7 separate regions of the Mus musculus genome follow, and all the other regions are linked to region 7. Evidence: chromatin contacts called from public promoter capture Hi-C data. All regions are on one chromosome and are shown on one strand. The core of a region is the stretch at or near the end of the contact, and the rest is flanking DNA. Distances in the headings are between cores, read along the strand shown. Region 1 holds the start of Mzt1 (mitotic spindle organizing protein 1). Region 2 overlaps Pibf1 (progesterone immunomodulatory binding factor 1). Region 3 holds the start of Dis3 (DIS3 homolog, exosome endoribonuclease and 3'-5' exoribonuclease). Region 4 holds the start of D130079A08Rik (RIKEN cDNA D130079A08 gene). Region 5 holds the start of Klf5 (Kruppel-like factor 5). Region 6 holds the start of Slain1 (SLAIN motif family, member 1). Region 7 holds the start of Commd6 (COMM domain containing 6).

What was found. Promoter capture Hi-C pulls out the DNA fragments that hold promoters and counts their contacts. Capture Hi-C pulls out chosen DNA fragments and counts their contacts.
Region 1: a contact with region 7 is called in a promoter capture Hi-C map of hippocampal neurons, with 5 times the contacts expected there. The contact joins the promoter of Mzt1 here to the promoter of Commd6 in region 7. A contact is called at or near these places in 13 of 39 promoter capture datasets (the 3T3-L1 cell line, the C10 cell line, the HPC-7 cell line and 9 more), 4 of 484 Hi-C or Micro-C datasets (CD4 T cells, CD8 T cells and rod photoreceptor), 3 of 115 datasets of contacts at active chromatin or transcription factors (embryonic forebrain, embryonic stem cells and large pre-B cells) and 2 of 9 other capture datasets (adipose tissue and liver).
Region 2: a promoter capture Hi-C map of liver shows a contact between it and region 7, with 9 times the contacts expected there. The contact joins the enhancer-like site here to the promoter of Commd6 in region 7. A contact is called at or near these places in 2 of 39 promoter capture datasets (hippocampal neurons and liver) and 2 of 115 datasets of contacts at active chromatin or transcription factors (embryonic forebrain and pro-B cells).
Region 3: a promoter capture Hi-C map of liver shows a contact between it and region 7, with 10 times the contacts expected there. The contact joins the promoter of Dis3 here to the promoter of Commd6 in region 7. A contact is called at or near these places in 11 of 39 promoter capture datasets (the 3T3-L1 cell line, the C10 cell line, the HPC-7 cell line and 7 more), 2 of 484 Hi-C or Micro-C datasets (CD4 T cells and the G1E-ER4 cell line), 4 of 115 datasets of contacts at active chromatin or transcription factors (cardiomyocytes, embryonic limb bud, large pre-B cells and 1 more) and 2 of 9 other capture datasets (adipose tissue and liver).
Region 4: a contact with region 7 is called in a promoter capture Hi-C map of pre-B cells, with 7 times the contacts expected there. The contact joins the promoter of D130079A08Rik here to the promoter of Commd6 in region 7.
Region 5: a contact with region 7 is called in a promoter capture Hi-C map of liver, with 4 times the contacts expected there. The contact joins the promoter of Klf5 here to the promoter of Commd6 in region 7. A contact is called at or near these places in 5 of 39 promoter capture datasets (the 3T3-L1 cell line, hippocampal neurons, liver and 1 more) and 2 of 115 datasets of contacts at active chromatin or transcription factors (astrocytes and embryonic stem cells).
Region 6: a promoter capture Hi-C map of liver shows a contact between it and region 7, with 5 times the contacts expected there. The contact joins the promoter of Slain1 here to the promoter of Commd6 in region 7. A contact is called at or near these places in 2 of 39 promoter capture datasets (the C10 cell line and pre-B cells), 1 of 484 Hi-C or Micro-C datasets (CD4 T cells), 2 of 115 datasets of contacts at active chromatin or transcription factors (astrocytes and large pre-B cells) and 1 of 9 other capture datasets (liver).

What each region holds. Positions count from the first base shown.
Region 1 is chr14:99,044,669-99,047,840 of GRCm38.p6, forward strand. Mzt1 (mitotic spindle organizing protein 1) reads right to left here and starts at 1,468. Exons shown (of 3, transcript NM_175245.4): 1 at 1,326-1,468. The coding sequence starts at 1,395. It overlaps Bora (bora, aurora kinase A activator), which reads left to right and starts at 1,709. Exons shown (of 12, transcript NM_175265.5): 1 at 1,709-2,012; 2 at 2,633-2,800. The coding sequence starts at 2,648.
Region 2 is chr14:99,128,004-99,130,852 of GRCm38.p6, forward strand. All of the region lies in intron 5 of Pibf1 (progesterone immunomodulatory binding factor 1), which reads left to right. Among named protein-coding and RNA genes, the nearest start is that of Dis3, 30 kb to the left of the region's middle. Within about 2 kb of position 1,283, at least 15 of the 459 cell types and tissues checked have an H3K27ac peak or open chromatin away from gene starts, as enhancers often do. A contact at or near this core is called in liver, where this site is marked.
Region 3 is chr14:99,098,507-99,101,258 of GRCm38.p6, forward strand. Dis3 (DIS3 homolog, exosome endoribonuclease and 3'-5' exoribonuclease) reads right to left here and starts at 1,264. Exons shown (of 21, transcript NM_028315.2): 1 at 940-1,264; 2 at 177-334. The coding sequence starts at 1,167. It overlaps Pibf1 (progesterone immunomodulatory binding factor 1), which reads left to right and starts at 918. Exons shown (of 18, transcript NM_029320.3): 1 at 918-1,623; 2 at 2,523-2,752. The coding sequence starts at 2,544.
Region 4 is chr14:104,457,854-104,460,645 of GRCm38.p6, forward strand. D130079A08Rik (RIKEN cDNA D130079A08 gene) reads right to left here and starts at 1,483. Exons shown (of 5, transcript NR_168067.1): 1 at 1,366-1,483.
Region 5 is chr14:99,297,309-99,300,067 of GRCm38.p6, forward strand. Klf5 (Kruppel-like factor 5) reads left to right here and starts at 1,383. Exons shown (of 4, transcript NM_009769.4): 1 at 1,383-1,914. The coding sequence starts at 1,687.
Region 6 is chr14:103,648,865-103,651,996 of GRCm38.p6, forward strand. Slain1 (SLAIN motif family, member 1) reads left to right here and starts at 1,364. Exons shown (of 7, transcript NM_198014.3): 1 at 1,364-2,044. The coding sequence starts at 1,491.
Region 7 is chr14:101,639,089-101,642,157 of GRCm38.p6, forward strand. Commd6 (COMM domain containing 6) reads right to left here and starts at 1,383. Exons shown (of 4, transcript NM_001033132.3): 1 at 1,301-1,383; 2 at 1,200-1,211. The coding sequence starts at 1,348.

The sequences.
Region 1 (3,172 bases), core at 218-2,717, 2.6 Mb before region 7:
CTGGTTCTTTTACAATGACTTAAATGGGCTAAAACCTCACACATACTCTTACTTCGTTAAAAAAGCAAACAAACTTCTTAAATGTTTTTATACTGTGTACTTTTTACTTTACAACACGTTCTCTCACAAAAGGTTGGGATGCAAAGCCTTAGCCCTCACAGCAGGCCCACCAACTTAACCAGTTCTCTTCAGACACTACTCACAACACACACTGGTGCACCCAGCACCCCATGGACGCTCCAGAGGCAAAAAGAGAAGCTCAGGAACTTGAGGTCACTCTAGGCTACACAGGCAAGAGTCTTATCTCAGAACAACACAACCTAAAAACCACAACGGTACCCTTGTGTACATACATTTATTTTTACAAAACAATAAGCCGTGGAACATCTAAGATGAAAGAAAAAAGAAAAAAAAAAAAGACAGGCTGGAGACAGAAAAAGAACAATGTGGCAAACAATTAGGTGGGGAAAACCACTGCAAAGCGTAAGGTTATCTTTTGAGAAAGATGTTGAGGGGGTAACCTCTGGAAACCATCAAAGCCACTGCCAAAACAGACATGTAGAACCACACGTAGATGGAAACGTGTAAAATTAAGACAAAGAAAGATGCTTGCTAACGCAAAAGAAAAAGCAAATAAAACCGATCACTTGACACACACTTTACCTGGCTGTCTTATTTTAAATACCCGGAGCTACAACTTTATTTTATTGTTTACGAATAATAGTTACTTTCTAAGTGTTGGGTCCGAGAGGGACAAAGCTGCAGAACCATAGCAGAGAGAAGGGAACTCTGAGACTTATTTCTGTACCTCTGGGTGCGCTCTACCTATCAGGCAGCGGGCGCGGACACACCCACAACCGCGGTCACCCGTGTCGCCCGATCTAAGGAGTGGGAGATGGTGACGGGGAGTGGTGCTCAATCACTGGAAACAAATAACCCGTTACTGAAACGCCTGGGCCCCGGAACTGAGCTCACCGCGTGGACAAAAAGGTCCACGACCCCTTTCGCCCCGGGTCCCCAGGCCACGAGCACGCGCCAGACACGAGCAGGCGCCAGACACTTGGCGGGTCGCGTGGCCCCAGGATGGGCTCGCAGGCAGCGGTCGCGAGGCCTGGAACGCCCCGCGCGCGCCAAACTCCGCCGCAGCGGAAGACCGGAGCTCTGGGGCCGCCAGCTTCGAGGTCGCGGCGGGTCCCCTTCCCCGTCCCCTCGCAGGATACCGCCGAGGCCGACGCGGGGACCGTGGGGCCCTCTACGACGCCTCCATCCGGGGGCTCGGCGCCGGGAAGCGCAGGCCCGGTCAGACGAGAACGACGCGCACTCACCGTCCATGGTCTCCCTCACCGCGTTCAGGTTGGCCGAGGCCGCCGCGCCCGGGCCGCTACCGCTCGCCATGGAGAGGAGAGGCCCCCGCCCCGGTGGGAGAAGGCCTGACCCGGAACTGGAGCGCCCGCCGCCGCTCGGCCCCGCCCACACACCGCGCGGCGGCGCTCGCACCGCCCAGGCCACGCCCCCGCCGCCCGGGCCACGCCCCCTCGCGCCGAGCGCCGAGCGCCGACGCCGGACCGCGTTGATTTGAATTTGGAGCCTCGTTCCCTTGCGCGGAACGTAGAGCGAGGAGTTAGCGTTCGAATTCACCCGGCCGCCTCGACGCCATTGGCTGGTTCGCGGACGGCGGTGGGACGCGATTGGCCGGTGACCTCTCCCCGCCCCGCGCCCTGGTTGGCCGGAGAGCACGGAGGGAGTTAAAGAGTCGGCGCCTGGCGTGGGCATCTGCAGGGTGATGCTAGAACTTCCACGTTGCCCACGAGTGTAGGTACGTTCTCCGTGGCCCCAGGCCTGGACTCCTGCTTCGAGGTGGACCGCTCTGGTTTCCTGGCCCCAGACGTACCTGTGAGCTCGCCTAGGTGTGAAGGGGAGCAGAGAGAGAGGGCGCCTGGACACTGAATGGTCGCTGGAAGTGACGTCTCTGCTGTTTCCGAGGGAGCCCGCTCAACTTTGATCTTACAAAAGTAAATTCTTTTCTTTTCTTCTTCTTCACCCCCGCCCCCATCTCCCTTCTGGCTGTAACCCTCTTTGGAAGGAATGCAGCGTGCCTTTGGATCCCGGAGGGGGAGTGCTCTTTAGGAAAAGTAGTTTAAATCCCCACCTGGGTCCAGCCTGTCACTCACCCTGTTCAAGTGAGGACTAACGTGCCAGTAGTAAAAATTGCAGTTCTGTGTGGAATTACTTGGGTATCCGGACGGTGTTCGTACGGTTTTGTCTTGAGATGATGAATAAGGAAAACGATAAATAGAAGTCGTTTGGTTGGAAAGGCACTTATTTTTGGTGTAATCAGATTGGACCAGAGCCCACTCATAACCGGTTGGCTGCTTCATATATGCCGCATAACTTCCGTGCATGCGTTGCTTCCTCTGAAAAAGTGATAGGAGCATTGCCGTACCTTCCCCAGCTCCCAAGGCTCGGCTCCGGATCATCTGAGAAAACGTGCAGGGCTGATTCTCCTTTGTAAACCATAGAAACTTAACCCCAAGAGGATTCGATTTGGAGTGAGATGTTGAATGTATTTTGTCGGGATTAATATCTATGATATTCAGTAATTTTAATATGTGTACTTTTGATTTCTTTCTAGTTTGCTTCCTGGGCTATGGGAGATGTCAGCGAATTAAAAATGCAAATAACACCAGAAACTCCAGGAAGGATCCCTGTTTTAAATCCCTTTGAAAGTCCCAGTGATTATTCTAATCTCCATGAACAAACCCTTGCTAGTCCTTCTATCTTTAAGTCCACAAAACTACCAGTAAGTTTCTCTTGCCTAGTGTTTACAAGTGATTTTAAGTGAAAGTAACTACAAATAATTTTAAGTGTAAATACAAGAAGAAGATGGCACCTAATCTTGTAATGGTTCTTTGAGCAGACATGATCTGAGCGCTCTTATGCAGGAGGTCGACATCCAGGAACTGCCCACACCAGCACAGAAACAGCACACAGGCTTTACAAGTTAGCTGGTCACAGCTGAGCTACTCATATATACCTCAGACCAAAGACAGCAGCCAAGACCAATATGGAGACAAACATGCCACGCTCTAGTAACGAATTATGGACACAGAAATGTGAATTTCTTATTATTTTTCTGTCATAAAATAGTGATACCTTTGTTTCCTTTTGCCCA
Region 2 (2,849 bases), core at 33-2,532, 2.5 Mb before region 7:
ATCTTTTGCTTATCTTGTGGGAGGCAAAGAATGGCTGCTCCTAGCACATGCAATCCACTTTTCAGTGATGAGAGAACGTAAGGTGGACATCTTCCCACAGAACACAGGGGAGAAAGCAGTGGGGAATACAGCAATAGTCTACTGCCTTTTGCCTTATCCACAGAATTGTGTAGCTATAAAATGTGGATCCATTTTGAGGCAGTACACTATTTTCTGTTTTCCAATGCTATGGTAGCGAGGTCTAACTCCATAAACCAGGCTTTGAAGTCCAACTGCCTCACCTCACAAGTATTCAGCTTACAGACATATACCAACATATCCAACTCTTACCTTTAGTTCCTAAGAGTACCCAAAGCAGATCTTCCTACCCCAACGAACAAAAGTTGTAACTCTAAAGAGAGATTTGTTTACACTTATTGGAAAAAAAGTCATACATTATATTGTTCATTGTTTTTCTCCTCCCCAATTCCTCCCAAATCCACCAGCTCCCTACTCACCTTACTTTTAAATTTTTCTTTCTTTCTTTAAAAAAAAAAAATCAAAAAACAAAACAAGAAATAGACATACCATAAATTGGAGCTTGAAATAAACAAGAAAAACAACAATCATTTTTTAAATCCCAAACATGTAAAATGAGATAAAAAGTCTACAAAAATACCACTGGCTTCATTTTTGTTGGCCATCTAGGTATGAAGCATTGTTAATACTTAGTGAGATTCTACTCCATTGGAATAAAGCCGTTGCTTCTTTTCCAGTGGGAATTAATTGCAGACAGTGTCTTGGTCAGGGATATAAACCCATATCATTTTCTCCTCTTATTGCTGTACCAGTTTGAGGTCTTTTCCAGGCTGCCACAGTCTCTGCATCCGTAAGATACTCTTTCCTTAGTCATCCGTCACCTCTGGCTCCTATAAATCGTTCTGTCTCCTCTTCAGCATAGATCTAAAAGGATACTTTTTACTTGAAAGAAATTTTTGATTTAAGAGAAATTCATGATATAAAGTATGTGTTTCTACACTGAACTTCTGGCTGTATTTCCCTATGAGGCATTTATACTGAAGGAAAAATCGTATATATGTGTGTGTACATGTACATGTGTGCAAACTCTTCTCCATGGCATTGTACATGTACATGTGTGCAAACTCTTCTCCATGGCAGGTGCCTGTACTTCCCATATTTCAAAGTCACATGTTGCAGAATATCTGATCATACTATGAACCCTGAGATTGTGTTATTTACTGGGAAAAACAAACCTGTTTCTAGTTGTGGTTTGGCTTGCCCTTTAACCAGTCTGGCTAGAATACAGACACACCCTTAGTACACAATCAATGAAGGTGAGGTTAGTTTGTAGGAGGAAACATCCATGTGTGAAAGTGATGCCTAATTGAGTAGCAGACAAAGTGACAAATCAGAAAAAGACTTGACAGAGTAGGATATCTCCGACTCTCAGGAGAGCAGAGAGGGAAAGGAAGCTCCTTAAGGGGCAGTTTTACCGGGACAGTTGTACAGAGGCAGGCTGCAGAGAGACAAGCTAGACAGAGGTGAAAACAGAACAAGCCAGAGAATGCGAAGCAGCCAGAAGATTAGGACAGATTACTAGAGTTAGTTTGGGGCCAAGCAGAGCAAAAGTCAGAGGCCAAGAGAGATGCCAGATAGAATCAGTCAGCTTGGAGAGTTTTGAGCCAGAACAGCTGAGTTGAGCCAGGTAGCCAGAGATCAGAAAGATCTAGAAAGGGTGAGCTTATTTAGCAGTAAATCTCAGAGGCTGAAACATTCTAGGCTAGATTAGATTGTATGGAGGCCAGAAGCTTCCAGGACTAGCCTAGGTTAGCAGACTGTGGCAAATAAACCTCCAAGACTTACGTCAGGTGACAATTAGGTCAGGTGAATGAAAGTTAAAGATGACGTCACGTTCAGATGTGACTGTCTAAGCGTTTGTGCTTTTATTTCCCTCCCCACTGTGTTTCAGTTCTTTTTCAGTGCTGTGGATGGAGCCCAGAGCTTTGCATGTGCTAGGCATATGCTAGACATGTGCTGTTTTCTGAGCTATATCCCCAGGTCAGGTCTGCAGGTTTGTACACCTTTGCATATCTCCCTTCACATCGGCATCTGCTTCTCTGCTTGTGCACATCATCAGAATACTCAGCCACAGTTCTCAGCTATGTGTTTATAACAAAATTTCTAATTCACATGGTTGAATCAGTCCAAAAGTATGTTTTCTATCCTCTTAACTGCCTTATCCATCTTTAACATCTCTCTTGTTGATGGCCTTTAATTTCAACTTTCTTTTTATCAAAATAGCCCAAGGCACCTCTGTTTGTCTAGCTGAGCATTACTGGGGAGAAAATCCCATTAGCAGCACCAAGTACTTCTAATTCGTTGTTAGCAGCCTCCAGTGGGGCACCGCTGGGCTTTTCCCCCTGATCCTTCCAGTCTCCTGAGAGCTGTTTTAGGCCTTCCCTCCCTTCCTCTGGCTACAAACCTCCAACTCACACTTCTCACTTCTGTCAACTCACTTGATGCTTCACTTGACAAAGAAAATGGGAATTCTCTTTAGAGGATTCCAGCCTGGAAGCCTAAACATATACCTGGACCCATTCTGATTTATTTGTGTTTTTACTGGTTTTGTCGGGAAGTAGCAGAAAACGCATATAGGAACGGTCTCAGGCAGGGCCACTGTTGCTGTGATGACACATGTCGGACAAGAGCAGAGGAAAGGGTTTATTTGCTTACACTTGTACGTCACCTTTCGTCATCACCAAAGGAAGTCAGGAAGTCAAACAGGGCAGGAACTAATGCAGAGCCATGGAGAGGTGCTGATTTGCTGCTTGCTTCTCGTGGCTAACTCA
Region 3 (2,752 bases), core at 14-2,513, 2.5 Mb before region 7:
GTTTAGGGTGTGACCTCACTAACACTGCGACCTTAGATGAGCCTATGTAGGTAGCACTGTCTTCCACACAACCAGGTAACCACCAAGCAGCACAGGAAGCTACAGCCTGTGTTTGATAAATTCCTTTCCAAGAAGTCTGTTAAATTTAGGTAGCCCTGTGGTTTTGTGATACTTACTTATGGTGCTCATTAGTGAAGGTATAGAAATGCTTTTCCTGGTTATTGGTCACATCCCTGATTCGCTTGTAGATGGGGGCGCTCCGGTTTCTCACTTCTTGCATCACTGTTTGTAGCACAATGACATTTCTGATGGCCGGGTGTTCGAGGACATCAATCTTAAAAAACCAAAGCCAAATGTTAACTCCCCCGTTTTCAGTTCTACCTTGAACTCTCTGCCCAGCCTGAATTCTTGTGACAGTTTAAAACACTGACTCTCCGTTAGGCCAAAGTGGTACTTGGCTGCAGAAAAAACTTGACAAAGTCACTAAGGGGGGACCCTGTAGGCCTGAGACGATGACAAGCACCCATAATCGGACCACAGAGTTTGCAATACCAGAGCTATTAATAAGTAAATTATGCTGGCCCACACAATTTTTTGTTCGTAGGCACTTACAAGCTGCCTGGGGGTCGCAATCTGGAGGCCACAGAAGCCCAGGTCCCCGGCTTCCAGGCACTTATAATCTAAAGTAGAAGAGACACCAGGGGTTAGAAAATGTAACGTGTCTAAAAATAAGACTCCAAGAACCGAAAAAAAATATATATATATAAATAAATAAAGTGACATCAGGGAACGGTACCTCAGCCTGGATGGCAGGATGCGAGCGAGGGTAGCCACGGTACTTGCCTCTCTCCATCCAACATCCCAAGACCCGCCTCCCCGGTCCCCAGCGTCCCTGTCTGCCACGCCCCCTCGTCACCACGCGGCCCCGCGTCCACGCACCTGGTGCAGCAGCACATTGGTGTCCGGCAGAAGGTAGTGCGGCCACGGGCAGAGGCTGCTCGCCTGGTCCCGGGGCTGCAGCTCCAGGGCCGGGCCCGCGTGCGCCCCGCCGCAGGCCGAGCAAGCCGGCGCGCCGCAGCCGATGTCATCCCGCAGGTAGTGCTCGCGCACGATCTTCACCACGCCGCCCGCGCGGGTCTTCTTCAAGAACGTCTTGGACCTGAGCATCTCGCCTCGCGGCGTGGGATCCCGGCCGTCAGCTAAGAAACCGAGGCGCGGCCACGCGCATTCCCGCTTTTGCCCGCTGGCTGGTGAGGTCACTCTCGCGAGAAAACACGAAGGCGCGTTCGTTCCCCGACGGTCGCGGTGATTGGGCGAGTGTTGGTTGTTTCCTCCCGCCGGTGGGCGGGGCTTTCCTCTGGACTACAGCTCCCAGCCTGCACCGCTTCCGACTGGCTTCCGGGAAGGAGTGAGCTTGGGTACCTGCGCACCCCAGGTTCTTCCGACTTCTTCTGGGGCACGGCGTGTGGTTGTCTTGGTGACCGATCCTAACGGTCCGGTAGCCCCGAGATACCTGTTGAGGGGTGGCAGCCTGAGCTGCTGACTGAAGACGCCATTGGTTCTTCCAAGAGTCCGGGTGAAGCTGGTGTTATCCTTATATGCGGAGTTACTGACCATTGAGAGGTAGCTTCCAGGAATCCTTTTCCCTTTCTTTCTCACGCGGCGCAGAGATGCTAAAATGTAGGAAGTTTAGAATGTACGGATTTCTTAATCAAAGAGGGAGAAGCCGGTCCCTGGTCCTTGGTAACTCACGCAAGGATTTGTTTTCTTATTTTACTTTTTTTCCCCCCCAATCCTTTCCCTTTAAAAAGGAAAGAGGCGGATTGTACTGAAGCTCTTCCTGTTCCCCCCCACCACACAGACCTCCTTCTTTAGCGTTCCTCTTAGAGAAACTGAAATAGCTAGTTCTATAACTATTTTACTAAATCGTGTCGTATTTAAACAAGGGAGTTACAAAAAGCCTTGTGAAGGCTAAAATGTGCTATTCAGAATATTCGAGTTTGTACCCTTCTAACCTCTTTAGGTTTTTCAAGTTATTTAAAAATGCTTTTGTCGCACTCTGAGCCTGTTTTCAAATTTTTCGGTGATGCCTTAACTGTAAAACTAAACCTGGCATGTAAGTCTTGCTTTATAAACCCTCCACCGACATACCAACATTTTTCTCTCTGTGTCCAGATTTCAATACTACTTCTGTGAGGACCTTCAGTGACAAAAATCAACCTCTCCTTGAGTTTGAAACTTAGTATTATAGGGCTATCCTTTCTATTTTACATGACTTTATTTATCTGTTACCTTCAAGTAAGATTCTTGCCCCGAGACACACACACACACACAGGACAATGGGTGAGTTCATGATAGGATTTAGTGAGTCTGTTTGATTTGAACACTAATCTGGCTTACATTTGGGACCTTCCAATACCTAATGATCTAGGCGATCCTTGGTGTCTCTTTAATGCTCTGTATGCCCTGTAGTAGGTTTTTTTTTTTTTGTATATTTAACTTTATTTCTTTTTATTCTACAGAAGATTGATTCAAATAATAAAATGTCTCGCAAAATTGCCAAGGAACCAAAAAAAGTAAATATCTCTAGTTCTCTGGAGTCTGAAGATATTAGTTTGGAAACAACCATTCATACAGATGATGTCTCATCATCAGAGGAGCGAGAAGGTAAAGTCAAAATCACCAGGCAGTTAATCGAAAGAAAAGAGATACTTCATAATATTCAGTTACTGAAAATCGAGCTATCCCAGAA
Region 4 (2,792 bases), core at 233-2,732, 2.8 Mb after region 7:
TTGACAACAACTCGGAAGGCAGAAGAAACCCTGTGAGTATATGTCCGAATATATAAATGTTGGGCGCGAGAGATAATGTTAAAAAAAAAAATCAAAAGATCCATCTCATTCCGAGCTTACTTGATTCACTTTAACCTCAGAACTGAAGCTTGAAATTCGCTTTGCCCACGTTCTCGCCCTTCCAGCCTCCCGCTGAGAAGCCACTGCGCCCCTTTTGAACTATATTCTGGCTGTTTGCTTGGCAAATAAATACTGTTCCGCCCTATTAAACCTTTTAGGTAGTTTTCATCTCTGGATTCCTCAAATACAGAGCTAATAAGGCGATGCTTTGAAGCTGTTTTACTTTCAAACTATAGCCCCGAGGCGTTAAAACCCACAAAAGGTAAGTGAGAAGTAAACTGCCAGGAGCGAGGCTGCGCCCTTCCTTTCAAAACTGCTGGGACTCTAGCCGAAAATAGTCCGGATTTCAGTGCAAAACCGGGTTTCAATTGGAAGCCCCTGGGAGTTCTATTCGTGTGCCACTTTACCAAAGGAAGTCAAGAGAGAAGAGACCGGTTTAAGTTTAAAAGCCTGGGAATTTCTTGGAAGGAGGTAGAGATGGGTGGTAAAGGCCGAAATTGGTTTCCCTAAGTTGATGCTGGCAAACATGTGTCAGATGGAAGGTAAAGATTAGGAGTTAGTTGGCAGTGGACTCAAGGAACCAGTAAAAGAACTTCTTCAAGAGGAGTGGCAGTGTGCGCCAAGAGATTGCTGGCCGAGCTTAAACTCACTTGGAACCTAGACATTAAGATTACCCATTCGGAAGACTCTATTAACTTACATTTGTTCCCTGCTTTCCCAGTCCCAAGATAGCTCCCGCCCCCGCCCCTCTGCACCCAACATGAGGATTTTTTTTTTAAGTTTAGTTTAAATGTAGGCAAACAAAACAACCAAAACGTATTCGGTTTTAGTGAAAACAGATAAAAAGCGCTTGCCGCTGAAAGGCTACACATTTTAAGTAGATTTGACAAGAAAGATAAGCCTGATCCAAACATCTCTGTACCTCGTCAAAGGCACCCTACCTACCTGCCTTTTCAAATTCCTACATTTCCATTGCTAAAACAGAATGCATTTTAAGATTCTGCAGAGCCCAGGACGCGAGCTCCCAAACCCGTGAGCCTCAGAGCCCTCTGCACATTTAGCTTCTCTTTCTTTTTCTTTCTTTCATCGCAACGATTTGATAAAGTCGCAGAGATGATCAAAATTAACATAAATCATTATTAGTTATTAGGATTTGCTCTAAATTACACTGTGAATATCGCACCAGCCCCATCTGCCGCCCCTGCTCTCTCAGCAATAGATTGCAGATAAAATAAATGTCCTTACCCCATTAGAAGGTTCCTGTCTCTGTAGCCAAAAGCCAAACAAAAGCAATAAATACCAGGCTTTTTCTCTCACTATTCAGCTGCGACTCTTCTCATCAGCCCTTCCTCTGGAAAAGCTCAATAGCTGCCTGAAAATATTGCATTTTATATCACCAAAGGGCGATTAATATTGCATTAACTGTATTTAACATTTTTAAGCGCGAGTAATCTACAATGAGTTACTTTCTGTTAGTAAGTACAGGGGCGTCAGAACTCCTGCAGACCACTTAAGATAGCTTTGTGAACGGATTATTTATCTCACACGTTGTATTTTTTTTTAATAATGTAAGGGTGTGCCACGCGATGTTTGAAGTAGAAGAAGCCGTGCTAATGGTCTGCTGAAAGTATTCTGACACTGTCTGGAGACGGCCAGGTCTCTGCCTTCATTAAATGTTTATTGTCAACACTTGGCAGGGGCGGGAGGGAGAGAAGAGACCTGTGCAAGTGATTTTCCGCGGTTGGAAATTGTCAACGTTTTGTTTTATTCCGATTCTCGTCTATAGAAGTTTGTATACATTGTGCTGTGCTGAGGCTAGGCGTCGGAGTTATTAAACAAACTTATGCTTGCAATTCGTTTTACTCGATAAATGCGCGGTCTCTTTTCTCTCCATCCACCCTCTTTGCCAAGTCTTCATCAAGCTCTCTGCCAGTCCCTTCCGCTTCCCTTCACCCCTTCAATTTGTTCCTAGCCACCTCCCTCAGAGCAGACTGGGACGCTCTTCCCCATTCCACCGGGGGAGGGGGACGATCTGAGGGAGAACACGAGGGCTTTGCAGCACCCCAATCCTTTCGTCCAGATATAAATCCTCTCTAGTCTAATCAGTTCGCGGGGTATTGCATCTTAACAACAAAGCAAAAGCCTAGGTCGTATTCATCCAATTCTTTTGAAAATAAACAAAAAATTAAAATAAAAAATAAAATAAAAATTAAACCTGCAAAACCAAATTTGAAACTTCTGCATCCGTTAACTGACTTTTGACTTAGGCAAGTTGGGATGTAAAAAGAGAATTTTTAACTAATATGAGATTTGCGTCTTCTTCCCTTTTCACTCAAACTGATCTCAAAGGCACTTAGGAGAGGAACTCGACCTCTGACAGCGCCTAATTTTTGAAACCGGGAACTGCAGCTGACTCCCCCAAGTCGCGCTCAGTGCGCATGTGCGGGCTCTGCTCCCTCCCTTTCCCCCCCCCATCCCCCACCCCCCCGCCACGCTCCACGCACTCAGTCCGCTCGGACTCGCCCCCACCACGGTCTGAGCTCGGTGGCTACCAGTGCGCACGCGCGCGGGATGCCCTAGCCTTGGGCTCTTAACCCGCTCGCATCTACTCTTGCCTGGCTGTATGCTGCCCCTGACCGGGAAAATGCTGGTTGTCTGGCGACTAGGAACCT
Region 5 (2,759 bases), core at 133-2,632, 2.3 Mb before region 7:
AGGTGCACTTTTTTTTTTTCCTAAGAACTTTTTAAAAAGATGCTTCACTGTAAAGGAGCGAGTGTGCTCTAGGTAGGTATTATAGTATAGTGTGCTGCCAACAGACGTAAATAGATAGCAATATTACAGGCGTCTTTTTAAGTCGCAGTTTATTGTTTCAGCTTCTCAATAAGCCAGATAAAATCATAGACAAGAACATTGAGGATTAAGGAAAGGCGTTTCCTTTGGTGTGATTACTGGCAAAAATTAAGAACAAAACCAAACCAAACCACTCACCTTCCATTAAAACAACGCAGTAAAAAGGTAGTAATATAGTTGACTGTTGCTTTCCTACCAGTTTGGATACCCAGTTTTCAGGGCTGTTGAATGTCTGTGAATGTTTGTGCCTTCTTTGGTTCCCGTTTCGTAGGAAAAGGTGACACTGTATTAGGTAGATGGGACCCATACTTCTGAATATATTAAAACTCCATTCCCCGCCCCTCCGAACACTACAGTGCTAGCAAAAATAAGCCAAAGATGTAATGTCTATTTAAATACCCGGTTGAGCTGGCTGTTAGTTCTCAAATTAGATTCCATGCTCGGGCTAGAATCAACATGGTTTAAATATTAAAAACTTCATAATTCATATGGCCCACCCCACCTTTTCCCCACATTCGGCGAAGGAGAGTAGACATGTCTGTGAAAACTTGTAGCTCCTTAAATACTGTAGGGGAAAATGTGCCCAGGTTGGTATGCAAGGACTTGAAAAAAAATGCTTGACATTTACAGATTTTATTCAGGCCACAAGGAATCTGCGAAAAGATAGATAGATCTACGGCTGAAAACACAGAAAGGAGGGCTGTTTTACGTTTGTTTTCGCACCGCCCCTTGTTTTCCTCTAAAGTACATTTTGTATACTTAAAAAAAAAAATACACTCATTGGTTAAGACTGGAAACCTCAGCTCCCCCCACCTAGCTGCCTTCTGTCTTCGGTTTTCGAGTTTCAGGTCCTTGCACAACACCTAAGACGTGCAATACTTTTTTTTCGCCCTAATCCTGGCAGAGAACAGTTCGGAGAGATCTCCCTCCGCGTCTCCACCCTGATTTCCCCCTCTTCCTAGATTCCACCCGCTCCTCTCCTTCCCTCCGCCCGCCCCGTGCTCCGCCGGCCCAATCTGTCAGAGAAGTTGTGTACAAACTGCGCCGCAGCCCTGCGCGCGAAGCTCCTGGCCCGCGAGGGGTGCGGTCGGCCCGTCGGAGGCGGGACCTCGTGGGCCTTCTTTCCTACTGGCTACCCTCTGGCCCTGGGGCCTTGCCATTGGCCACAACGCTGCCAGTCCGGTGAGCTGGCCCTGCCTCCCCGGAGTTGGGTGAAATAGAGGCGGGCGTCAAGTGTCAGTAGTCGCGGGGCAGGTACGCGCTCTCTTAGGTTGCTGGTGGAGCTTGGGGGTGGCGGGAGCGGGTTCCGGCGAGAGGGTGAGCGAGCGCTGGGGCGGGGCGGGAGAAAGTGGCTGCCCGAGGACCTCGGCGGTGACGCGTGGCCGAGCCCAGGAGCCCCGATCTCCGTGCCCGCCTTCGTGAGCGTCTGGCTGCCGGCCCAGGGGTCCCCCGCCGCGGCCCCCCGCCGAGTCCGCCGTCCCGTGCCAGCCCGAGCGAGGTGGGATCGCGATCGCTCCGTGTCCCGCTCCCGTAATCCCCAGACCGTCCATGCCCACGCGGGTGCTGACCATGAGCGCCCGCCTGGGACCACTGCCCCAGCCGCCGGCCGCGCAGGACGAGCCCGTGTTCGCGCAGCTCAAGCCGGTGCTGGGCGCTGCGAACCCGGCCCGCGACGCGGCGCTCTTCTCCGGAGACGATCTGAAACACGCGCACCACCACCCGCCTGCGCCGCCGCCAGCCGCTGGCCCGCGACTGCCCTCGGAGGAGCTGGTCCAGGTAAGCAGAGCGGCCGGCCTCCCTTCCCCGGCTCGGGCGTGTCCCGCCGCTACGAGGCGCGGGCGACAGGGGCCGCTCCAGACTGGGACGCGCGGGAACGGGTGCCCGGGTGGACAGCCCCGCCCTGCGCTCCCAGACGGGGCGCCGGGGAGTGGATGGGGGAGCAGGGCGGGGGCCCACCCGGATCTGTCCAGAGGAGCTAAAGAGAGCCGCGCGCTCGCGTGCACCTTCTCTTTGCTTGCGTGGGGATGAAAGCTTGTGCCCACGCTCAACTTGGCTTAAAATGCTTCTTGACCGCTCTCTCCCGATGGCCCTGGCCTTGGAAGTCCACCTGCCTGCGTCCTCTGGGGTGAAATAGAAATGCAAATTGGAGTACTGGGGTTTCATATACCCCCGTGGAGGCTCACCCTAGAATGTATTGTAGGGCCCCGTTTGGAAAACTAGAATCTTAAGGTTGTATTGGAACACCGCTTTTCCCTTAAAAAGAAACACGGACAAAAAAGGCCAGGGGTGTTGTTTTTCTTAGTGTGCGCGTAAATTTCCTCTCGGAGTCGCGTTGAAAGCTGGCAGTTGGCTTTTACACTTGCCCAGCAGCCGAATTAGAGCAAGCGCCTGTTTCTTTCGCCCACGCACGGGAGTCATATAGCCTAGAAAAAACTTCCCGGGACTTTTAGCTAGTCCCAAGGAAAAAAAAAATTGGAAACAGACCCACATGCAAACAGCTGGAAGAGCTAAAATCAGAAACCACTAACCGCCACGGGAGCGCAGTGCACGAAAGGGTTTAAGATCGGTTTATTTCAAGACGCTTAGTTTAATAGCCTCTTGCTGTATTGTGTATTTGCACT
Region 6 (3,132 bases), core at 114-2,613, 2.0 Mb after region 7:
GCCAGCGGGGCTCTGTGTGGAAGGTAACTTCAGGGAAGTTAGCATACACTAACTTCCAGAAGCTCTCTCCAGCCGAGTTAAATTCAGGACACCCACCTTTGCACATACACCCAAGTTTAGAGCTGTAGCTTGCCAAGTGAGAAGACACAAGTGTTTCTGAGCAGCAAGGCACAGGATCAAATTTTAAAAGATTAGAGGCAACATCCTAGCGCTGCCACAGAGATGTGCGGTATGTTTTCATTGACGTCATGTGTACAGTGCCTGAGCGAGGCCCTTCACAAGCTAGTACACCGTCTGAGGATGAAAATCAGCGGTGTGGATTGTTCTCGCACTATAACGGCAGGCTTTCCTTTGTGTTAAACCCACAAAATGCTAAGTCAACATTAACTGAACAAAACGATCGGTTCATCTGCGTAAAAGCATTTTTGTTGAAAAAATAAAAAGCATGGTTTCCAAGAATCCCCCCCCCCAAAAAAAAAAAAAAAACCAAACAAGCAAACCAACAAACAACAAAAAAGCAGGGAATGTTATACCTTTCCTCTTTTCGCTCAGGCACGTGTGACTTTAATAGTGTAAATGATTTAACAGATGGTGCACAATTTTGCTTGTATTTGCAATCACTGATGCCTGTTGTTCACTTGCTCAAAAAGCCAGCGTTTAGAACACAGTGGAGCATGCAGGAGATGCTCAAAGATCTTTTGTCTAATATAAAAGAGCATGAAAACCCAACTCTCCTTTCATGGTGAAAGACTGGTGGGGATAGTTCATATATGGCTATTTTAGATAGACTGAAGTGAACGCCTGACTCTTCAGCAGCTGGCCATCCTCCCTCATAGAGACTGGGATTTCTCACTTTCCCTCCTTATTCTCTCCTATCCCACCATTTTGTTTCTGTGCTACTTAATACTACCCTTAGCCGCATCTTTTCAAACAGACCCAAAGCATCTGTTGTTGCTTTTTTGGGGGGGGGGTGAGCATCATGTTCCCCAGACCTTTTTTCACGAGGTTTCATTAGCAGGTGGCAATACCCTGAAGTCTAAAAGTGCTCTTGTAAGAGGGCTAGCCATTGGCCCTGGGTACGTTTTTCCCCTGCCACAGACACCTGCTACTTCTTTAGATCCCGCCCCTGGCTGTAGTCCTAGAAGTGGGGTTCTCTCGCCCAAAGCGGAAGAAGTGCGAGCGGCGGGAAGTTCAGGCCAGGTCCAATCAGGCACCTGAGGTTAGGTGGTGTGGGTGCAGACGGATGCCCAGGGAGGGTCCCCGCCGCAGGTCCCGCCCCCACGACACATCCATCACCAGAAGCTCCGCCCCTCGCGCCCCGCCCCGTCCCGGGGCCTCGGCTAAAACCCGGAGCCGCTAGAGCAGAGCACGGTGCAGAGCTGCGCGGCTGCTTCTTCCTCGGCCGGAGGCTGGGCCCTGGTGCTGATGCTGGTAGGCTGCGCGAGCTGGGCCCGCGTAGCCTCCTCGCCGCGGCGCTCGGGGCTCCCGCGATGATGGCGGAGCAGGTGAAATGCGCCTCGCCGGTGGCGGCCTCCGGCGCCGGCCCGGGGCCGGTGGTGAACGCCGAGCTGGAGGTGAAGAAGCTGCAGGAGCTGGTGCGCAAGCTGGAGAAGCAGAACGAGCAGCTGCGCAGCCGGGCGGCCAGTGCGGCCGCCGCCCCGCACCTGCTGCTGCTGCAGCCGCCGCCGCCCTCCGCCCCGCCGCCAGCCGGGGCCTGCAGCCCGCTCGCCACGCACAGGGCCCCGGCCAGCACGACCTCCCCGGGCCCGGGGGCGCTGGGCCCCGCGTTCCCGGGCACCTACTGCTTGCCCAGCCCCGCGCCCTCCCTGCTCTGCAGCCTGCAGCCGGCTGACGCGCCCTTCGTCTACTCCAAGCCGGCGGCGGGCTTCTTCGGCGGAGGTGGCAGCCCGGAACCGGGGACCGCAGGGACCCCGCCGGGGGAAGCCGCCACGCCGCCGTTGCCGCCTCCAACGCTGCTGGACGAGGTGGAGCCGCTGGACCTGGAGAGCTTGGCCGCCTGGAGCGAGGAGGACGACTACACCTGGTATAGCCGAGCTCCGCCGCCCCCTCCCCCCGGAGTTGGGAGGCCCAGCACGCGGGGGCGGGGCGTGGGAGGCAGGGGACCCAGAGGCCTAGCAGGTGCCAAGCCCTGAGCAGAAGCTTTGCATGGAGGCAGAAACCTGTTTTAGCATTGTGCCTATTGGTCCGACTGGGGACTGCCATCTGCCCCGTGCTTTGCTCTTTGCTGATTACGGGGTCCCAAGCGCCTCGTTAGCCTTAAATGCACAACTCATGTCATCTTGTCGCTCAGCCCTGCTCTCTTCTCTCTCTCTCTCTCTCTGTGTGTGTGTGTGTGTGTGTGTGTGTGTGTGTGTGTGTGGTGAAGGTGCTTGTCTTCTGCTCTCCTCCACTGCTTACCGTTCTTTCCTTACAAACGAACGCTGCACAGGATTGGTGTGCAGCCCCCCTTTGGTCACATCGGAAGCCGCCTAGTGATGAGCCTCTTCTCAGACATCTGCTATTGCAGTTGAGTTGTGTAGTTATATATGCCATCTCTCTGTATTTTCATAGATAACCTTTCAGATACCGATTTGATTATTAAAGGTGTGCCATCCTGGTACGTCAGAGGCAAAGGTTTTTTTAAGGACTGGAGGGGGCAGATGGAGGCGCTACGTTCTTTTAAAAAAATTGAACTTAAGAGGAATTTTCATTAATTTAGAAATGAAACCACATTGAAGAAAAAGTAGGTAGTTTTATGTTAATTTGACACAGGCTAGAGTCATCAGAGAGGCGGGAACCTCAATAATGCCTCCACAAGATCAGACTGTAGGTAAGCCCGTAGAACATTCTTAATGGTTGATATTGGAGGGCCCAGCCCATTGTGGGTGTTGCCATCCCTAGGCTGGTGGTCCTGAGGTTAAATAAGGAAGCAGGTTGAGCAAGTCCTGGGGTGCAACCCAGTAACTAGCACCCCTCCATGGTCTCTCATTTAGCACTTGCCTCCAGATTCCTGCCTTGTTTGAGTTCTTGTCTTGTATGAGTTCCTGTCCTGACTTCCTTTAATGATGAACTGTGGTGTGGAAGTGTAAGCTAAATAAGTCCTCCCTTGTCGTCTTTCCCCCCCCCCCTCCC
Region 7 (3,069 bases), core at 133-2,632:
ATACGTACATACATAGATACGTACAGCCCAGTACAGGTCAGTTTCAAAGCATCTTTAATGGAACATACAAAACGAGAGGTCAAAATAACGTGGGGTTGAATAGTAATAATAAACCAACTCAGGTAACTCTGACTGGAGAGATGGCTCAGTGGTTAAAAGCACTTGCTGCTCTTCCAGGGGACCCAGGTTCAGTTCCCAGCACCTACATGGCAGCTCACAACCATCTATTTCTGCAATTCCAGCGACTCTGAGGCCCCTTCTGGTCTCTAGGGACCCACGTGTTATACAGACAGATAAAATCTTAAAACAAGAACAAAGCAACAAAAAGCCACTAACTTCATATACGGTTACACAAAATAGAGCAGGTTTATCCGTATCACAGAGTGCCCTTGCAGGACTCTTCCAAACCAACAGCAAGAAAAGCTGGAGACTTCTAAGCTCTAAATCCAGCCAGTTAGATGCTGAGGCCAGATGACCACAAGTTCGAGGCCAGTGTGGGTTACAAGTTAAGGCCGACCTCAGAAGTTTAGTGAGAGCCTGCTTCCAAAAAAAAAAAAATCATTTGGAGACAAGGAGCAGTCAGTACACTCTTCTCTCAGCCTCTGTATTCTTACCATGTTTTAACTTCAGCACTTTTCTTATATTTAGGTGAACATAGGTAACTCCTGACTAAAACTCCCAATGTTCTGTCTTGGAAAAGTGTTAGTATAACTTTAGGAAGTCAAAAATCCTATTTATTCTTAATGTAACATAAGAGAGGTTAGACAAGTTAGAGTTCCTCTTCAGAGTAAGGTCTTTAAAGAAATGACTGAGCTTGACGGAGCACACCTTCGATCCCTGCGCCTCAGAGGCAGAGGCCAGTGGATCTGAGAGAGCTCAAGCCAGTCTGGTTTTCCTAGCAAAGTTCCCCGGCTAGCCCGCCTCAAAATAAGCTATCGTTAAAAGAAAAAGGGAGGACGCTATTTTTGCAAATCTTAGCAATGTCTCTTGTAAGCGTCACATTTGAAAACATCGTATTCCTGCCTTGGAGTAAAGGAATAAAGGGTGCCTAATAAAGGTGGACCAGCGCTCGGGCTGCACTCTAGGGGCAGGGCAGTTTAAGTGACAGCCACAGCGGCCATCCCCTCGGGTGCAAGAGGGAAGCGCAGCCCGGGGAAGGATCGGCGAGCAGGGGATGGGACGGCGGGGCGGCCACTCACCTGGCCCGTGACCTGGAACGGAAGCAGAGACACGAGTTAGAGAAACGCAGTCCGGGCGCCAGCGTCCGCCCCAGACCCTTCTCCTTCCAGCCCGTACTCACCTCCGACTTGGCATCCAGCACGGGCTCCCTGAACCCAGACTCCTCCATGACCACAGTGTGATCCACCGGCCAGCACTTCCGCTTCCGGACCTAGGCCCCGCCCACTCACGCTAGGTTGCGGAGAATAGATTTCTATGTAATTCGAGTTTTGTCTCAGTTAAACATCAGTTTTATGAGATACTGGGAAAGGGAAAGTTCTGTGGGGGGGAGAAAGGTCCAGAGACGTGCAGGAAACCTGGTGGAGGACTCGTGACATCCAGGATGTCGGCTCCCCCATCGTAGGGCAAGAAGTGGGCTCATCTCTGCGCAAGCGCAAAGTCACTGTGCCTGCAGTGACACCAATCGGCTTGTGGCCACACCCCTAGTGTGGACTCTGGTGTGACTATAACTACAATTGTCTAGCGAGAACTCTTCCCTGGGACCGAGTTCACCGGCTTAGCCTGACTTAAGGAGGGTGGAGCCTTTTTAAAATCTCTGCTATTACTCCAAATTTCAGCAGCAACTTCTCATCCTGTCTTCTCTTCTGTTGACACCAGATGCATTCTGCAGAGAATATCCACACTGATTTTTATTCTCCTGCCAATATTTTATTTAGGAGAAAAAAAAAAAACCTTGAAAATATTTTCATACAAGTTGCAAATAATAACATGCCACCCACATTTACCAACGGTTACAGCTTTACTGTACAAATGTGCTTAACGATTTTTTCTTAAATAAATGAGCGCTTGTCTCCTAAGAACACTCTAACCAAGAGGAACACTCCTCCATTGTTGGTGGGATTGCAAGCTTGTACAACCACTCTGGAAATCAGTCTGGCGGTTCCTCAGAAAATTGGACATAGTACTACCGGAAGTTCCCGCAATACCTCTCCTGGTCATATATCCAGAAGATGTCCCAACCGGTAAGAAGGACACATGCTCCACTATGTTCATAGCAGCCTTATTTATAATAGCCAGAAGCTGGAAAGAACCCAGATGCCCCTCAACAGAGGAATGGATACAGAAAATGTGGTACATTTACACAATGGAGTACTACTCAGCTATTAAAAAGAATGAATTTATGAAATTCCTAGGCAAATGGATGGACCTGGAGGGCATCATCCTGAGTGAGGTAACCCAATCACAAAAGAACTCAAATGATATGTACTCACTGATAAGTGGATATTAGCCCAGAAACTTAGAATACCCAAGATATAAGATACAATTTATGAAACTCAAGAAGAAAGAAGACCAAAGTGTGGACACTTTGCCCCTTCTTAGAAATGGGAACAAAACACCCATGGAAGGAGTTACAGAGACAAAGTTTGGAGCAGAGACAAAAGGATGGACCATCTAGAGACTGCCATATCCAGGGATCCATCCCATAATCAGCCTCCAAACGCTGACATCATTGCATTCACTAGCAAGATTTTGCTGAAAGGACCCAGATATAGCTGTCTCTTGTGAGACTATGCCGGGGCCTAGCAAACACAGAAGTGGATGCTCACAGTCAGCTATTGGAGGGATCACAGGGTTCCCAATGGAGGAGCTAGAGAAAGTACCCAAGGAGCTAAAGGGGTCTACAACTTTATAGGTTTAACAACAATATGAACTAACCAGTACCCTGGAGCTCATGTCTCTAGCCGCATATGTATCAGAAGATGGCCTAGTCGGCCATCACTGGAAAGAGAGGCCCATTGGACATGCAAACTTTATATGCCTCAGTACAGGGGAATGCCAGGGCCAAAAAGTGGGGGGGAGTGGGGGGGAGGGTATGGGGGACTTTTGGGA